2 separate regions of the Sus scrofa genome follow, and region 1 is linked to region 2. Evidence: chromatin contacts called from public Hi-C data. All regions are on one chromosome and are shown on one strand. Each heading gives the region's core, a stretch centred on a gene start, on an enhancer-like site or on the middle of the called end of the contact. The rest is flanking DNA. Distances are from core to core; before and after follow the strand shown.

Region 1 (2,700 bases), core at 192-2,691, 66 kb after region 2:
CTTTTTAAAAATGCCATTTTTGAAACCAAATTACTTACTGATTTCCAGGATCCTCTTACACCTGCCACTTCTCAAGGGACTTTTGGTGGTATAATCTTTTAATTTTTCTGGAAGCCTAGCAAAACACAGCCAACGGCTGTTTTTCTATCAGAAACACGTACTCTTTCCAACAGCATGCTTTTTAAAAAACTTTAACTTGCTGAGTTCCTTTAAAACTTTTAACTTATAGCAATTTAGCGTCTTTGCCACGCTTTTTTCTATTTCCTATTTCATTCCTTATGTGTTACTTAACATTCATTTGAGTCTTTGAGGTATATGAAATTAGAGGAGGCCGATACCGAAAAAGAGATGGGTTCTTAAAAAAGATGGGTTCCGGGACTTAAGTTTTTGAGGCGGCAAGGTGATGGATGAAGACAAAGTAGCCAAATGAGAACAGAGCGTGAAAAAGGTCCCTAAAGATGAGGCGCACCAACAACTGATGAATGATTTATCCAGCAAAACTTTGAAGCAAGTCGAACTCCTCAATTTGGCTGCTGCAGAGGCCAAGGTAGGAGAAAAGGTTGGCGAGGTCCTGCAAAGCCAAGTTCAAATACATGCAAATATACGGTCGGTGCTGTGATTGGCCAGCAAGGGCTGCTCAGGGAAAGAGAAGACCAGTTGAGGAGTCGAGGCGGCGGCAGCAGCTCAGACCACAGCAGGGCACTCCACCCTCCCGCAGCGCAGGCGAAGCCAAAGCCCGAGCTGAAGCCCCTGGGCAGCGGACTGCGCAGGTCACGTGACAACCCCCGAGTCCGGCCCTAATTGGCTATCAAACCTTGCAGCCTCCCTTCCACTATTTCCCAGAAATATTTTTGGAAACTACTTTTCCCATAGGGTCTTGCGGCCCTGATTACTTCGCCCTGATTTCTTCCCGGTGATTTCTGGAGGCAGTGCTGGGCTTGTCCAGTATTCACGTGGACCTCAGCAGGCGCCAGGAGGACAGATACCTCCAGGATTAAAACATCCCGCTCTGTGGAGGCGGGGAAACCAAGCCGCCGCGGCCCCTCCTTTTGGGCAGAGGTCTCTGGGAAATGCAGTAACTCGAGGGCCTCCGCGTCCGGCCGCGTCTCTCCCAGTCCTGCGGGTTGGAGTGCAACGGGAACTAGTGGGAAGAGGAGGGGCGCGGCAGATCTTCCACACTGGCTCCTCCCCGCCAGCAGGTGGCGCTGCGTCGGAGCATCCACTCATCTACCTCCGAGTTGTCCCAAACGGGAATTTCCCTTCAATCCCGTAGTCCTGGAGTTCTCCAAGCATAGATTTTGATTAAGCAATTTTTAGAGAAATTTGTTGAGAAATGGGGCACCCTATTTTAAAAGAAAGGAACGATAACGGCCCCAAATTACCCCCCGGCTCTTGCTGCTCATCGGATGCATTGTGAGGGTGCAAAGAATCATGGCGCTGCGTATACGGGGGATCCATTTTATGCCAGGACTTGCATCGGGCAGTGACTTCCGCCCCTAGGGAGCGACAGCTGTTCTTCCAGCTCTTTTCAGTGGGTAGCTGGTCTTCGGGGCTGTCACGGCTGTCCCCTAACCCTATTGTTTCTGCCTTGGCGGGACATTTGTTCTGCTTAGCTGCAGGGGTATTGCCCTCATTTTACGGGTTGGAAAACTGAGGGTGGATGAAGACTATATAGCTAGTAGTGTAGTCGGAACTCAGTACAATCGAAACTAAATCTGATTGTTGTCTCAAACGTGATGTCCACGTCGTGTGATGGTAGTCTCCTTTTCTTAGTTTCTCTTCTACTCCCTTAACCACCGTTATTCTGGCTATTTGGACAGTCTCATCTATCCTGCATTTATTGAGAGTGTGCTGAGTGCCAGACATTGTGCTTGGTGCTGGGTGCTGGGTGCTGGGGATGCAGTGTTGAATGGGCCAGACATGACTCCACCCTCGTGGAGTTTACAGTCTAATAGGGGAGGGGTCAGGAGACAGACATTGATTATATAACATAAATAAGAATAAAATTTCAAATTGTAGTGAATAGAAAAAAGAAACTGATTGTTAAAGATAGAATAATGGAGGGAGCCATAAGTGAAATGGAGAGATTAGGGAAAGGAAGAAATGTTTGGTTTAAGACCTGAAAGCTGATAAAAAAGCTCCAGGAGAAGAATAATCCAGGCAGAGGCAACAGCAAGTGCAAAGGCCCTGAAGTGGGAAACAAGTTAGTATTTTATTAGTCAAGGAACTGAGAATTTCCTGTGACTGGAGGATAGTGAGGTAGGGAGAGACTGGAGCAAATTGAGGTTGGCCTTCCTTTCTCCAGTTATCTTTCTTCTAAGCCATCCCATACTGGTTATATAGAAATCTTTTCGTAGCTCAAATATTATTTTACTCCCTTTAGAGGCTTGGCGTCCCCTACAAGTCAGACTCCTTAGGCCTAGTGCTCAAGGACCTTCAGAACTAGACTTTGCTTCCTAGTCTCCCTTTTTGGCAAATGCTGTTTCCTCTGCTTCTCATGCCTTCTTCAGTATGCTTGCTGAACAGACAAAATTCTATTCATCTTCCCTGGCTTGGCCAGAATATCACCTCCTTTGTGCTGTTCCCTCTGTACACTCTCAACTCACTTCTGGTACCCTGGCTTTTTAATTATGGGTTTGCTTACCAAGCTCTACCATGAGACAGGGAATGCCTCCTCTCGGGAACTTGTTTTCTCTCTCT
Region 2 (2,700 bases), core at 10-2,509:
TATACAGCCCCAAAGATGCCAAGGATTCACTAGAAAACTTGGCCAGATTACTAATAGTCCATAAACCCTAATTTGGAGAACATGGGCCTACAGGTCCAAAATTGAATTACACTGCTTTATTAAATCACACACTACCGAAACCACAGTCACATCACTCATAACTGGAACTAGGAACACTTTATGTACACAAATGTAAGTGTCTGCTTATGCATTTTTAATTGGATCAAATAAAACTGAAGCTGCAAACAAACTCAAATTTCAATTATCTCACTAGTGAGGGGATTTCCTAATAGCGTCCTTTTTAAAACCAAGTAGCTGCTAACCCTCTGCACATCTGACAAGCATGTCCCTGGAAATTTGGGAGCAACAGACTCCGTCACTTCTCAACAGCGAAGGAAATAAATACCATGAAGGGGCCAGGTTCCTTTTTTGTAAGCTCAAACATGCAATCTAATAATGCACAAAACTTGGCTGCGGGGTTGCTGGACACCTCCAGGGTTCCAATTTTCGGGACGAGTGCGCGCTAGCGCGTAAGAAGGGGGCGGAGGGGGTGCGCGCTCCGAGGACGCGCCGGGGCCCCCGGCCCCTCCCGGAGCAGCAGCCTGGCACCAGCCCACCCTCCTCCACCCCTGCAAACAGACGCAGGACGGCAATAGAGCAACTTCTCCGCGGGGGCGACGGCGGCGGGAAGAGCGGCCACCCCCAGCCGCTGCCCGACCTGGCTGAGGTGGGGGGGTCCCCCTCCTCGGGCCGGCCCCAAGGAGTTGGGGGGATGGGGAGCCCTCCGCACGCCCCGCCCCCGCACGCCTGGCCCGGGGCCGGGGGCTGCCCGGACCCCCGCCCCTCCGCGGGGCCCGCGGCGGCGCACTCCCAAGGACGGCAGCCCGGCCAGAGCGCGGCCTGAGCGTGAGCCGGAGCGGAACGCGGCGGAGGCTGGCCGCTTGCCTCAGGCCTCAGGCCGCCGCCTGCCCTCCGCCAGGCCGCCCGCCGCCGGCCCCGCTCGGACCCCGGCCCGGTCGGGCCTCGGCGCCGCCGCAGCCCCTCATCCTGGCTTCATTCATAGGGGCACCCCAGCCCGGCCGGCGGGGCGGGGCCGGGGACCCGCGGACAAGGCCCGCCCGCCGAGGCCAGGGAGGAAAATAAAAAGTTAAGAGAAGAACTTACCTAAAATGGCTCCTGCAGCAGCCAAAATACAAACAGCTATTATTTGGTGAAGTTTAGCTCAGACACCCTGCAAGGACACCCTAACCCGGCTCGAGCCCGCCTTCCCTGCTACGCCATTGGGCTTCGCCGGCCCAAAACACAGAGTCATTGGTCAGCCTGGCTGCTGCTCAGATAAAAGCCCATTTCAAGCTTGCTTGCAGGGGCGAGTGATGGGCTCGCTCCATTGTGCTCGTATTTGCATGGATGTGATCGCGGCGCTGATTGGCCCGCACCGGGGAAGCCCCGCCCCCTGCCTCGCGCCCCCCCGCCTTGGAGACGCCGCTGCGCGCGGCCCCGCCCCCGGGACCCAGTGGCGGGGCCGCGGGGGCGGGGCGGGGCCGGGGTCCTGAGGGCTGAGGGGGCGGGGCGGGGGTCCTGCCCAATGCAGACGGCAGGCAGGGGGCGGAACCCAGAGCGAGCCCAGGGGGGCGGAGGTTCAACCCGCAGGTGGTCTCTCAGGTAGCGGGCTAGCCATGTGGAACACCCAGGCTGGCCTCTCAGAGACAGAGAGCGGATGTGACTGGGGTCCCGCGACAGAGATTCTGCTGGGGCCGAGGTCCCGTAGGTCAGGAGAAGATGCCGAGAATCCAGGCGGAGAGCCAAGGAGTCCCGGCCTCTGTTTCCAGCCGCATCTTTTCCTCTCCTTCTGGCTCCCCAGCACTCCTGGCAAACGGGCTTCTTTCCAAGGACCTTCCCCCAGACCCCCCGCCCCGCACATCCCGGGAGTTTTCACCCCCGGGAGTCTTCTGTAAAATCAGATGTCGAGCTACGAGCTACGCTGTGTTTAGTTCAGGCCTGTCTCCTTCACCATCCTTGTAGCATCCTCAAGGACAGGGCCCAGCATATGGCAGAGATTCAACTAACTGTTTAATATTCTTTAATTCATTCGTTAGTAGCTTATTTCTGAATACCCACTAAATGCCAGGCATTGATCTCAGGAGACACAGTGGTCAATAAGACAAAGGCTTTGCTCTTGTGGAATGGGCATGCTAAGGGGAAATAAAGACAATGAATAAGGGAGTTCCCATCGTGGCTCAGTGGTTAACGAATCCGACTAGGAACCATGAGGTTGTGGGTTTGATCCCTGGCCTTGCTCAGTGGGTTAAGGATTCGGCATTGCAGTGAGCTGTGGTGTAGGTTGCAGATGCAGCTCGGATCCTGCGTTGCTGTGGCTCTGGCGTAGGCCAGCGGCTACAGCTCCGATTTGACCCCTAGCCTGGGAACCTCCATATGCCGCAGGAGCGGCCCAAGAAATGGCAAAAAGTCAGACAGACATACATACATACATACATACATAAAAAAAAAAAAAGACAATGAATAAATACAAGGGGAGAGGGAGTGATAAATACTATAAATAAATGGAGGCAGAGGGGGATGAGTTGGCCTTGTCTGGCCAAGTACTCCGTATGGCATCCCATTACTGCCCCCCTCCCAGATGTGGAATTCACATCATCCCTTTACCCACTGCTTGCCTCCATTATAGGTGTTCCCCTATAA

What was found. A called contact is a pair of places that touch in the nucleus more often than the background predicts.
Region 1: a contact with region 2 is called in a Hi-C map of liver, with 7 times the contacts expected there. The contact joins the enhancer-like site here to the promoter of CHD6 in region 2. A contact is called at or near these places in 4 of 47 Hi-C or Micro-C datasets (fetal skeletal muscle, heart right ventricle, liver and 1 more) and 1 of 2 datasets of contacts at active chromatin or transcription factors (alveolar macrophages).

What each region holds. Positions count from the first base shown.
Region 1 is chr17:44,329,975-44,332,674 of Sscrofa11.1, forward strand. LOC110257407 (a long non-coding RNA gene) reads left to right here. Exons shown (of 4, transcript XR_002339966.1): 1 at 1-1,755. Among named protein-coding and RNA genes, the nearest start is that of CHD6, 66 kb to the left of the region's middle. Within about 2 kb of position 1,442, at least 57 of the 83 cell types and tissues checked have an H3K27ac peak or open chromatin away from gene starts, as enhancers often do. A contact at or near this core is called in alveolar macrophages, fetal skeletal muscle, liver and 1 more, where this site is marked.
Region 2 is chr17:44,264,213-44,266,912 of Sscrofa11.1, forward strand. It overlaps CHD6 (chromodomain-helicase-DNA-binding protein 6), which reads right to left and starts at 1,260. Exons shown (of 37, transcript XM_021077872.1): 1 at 1,165-1,260.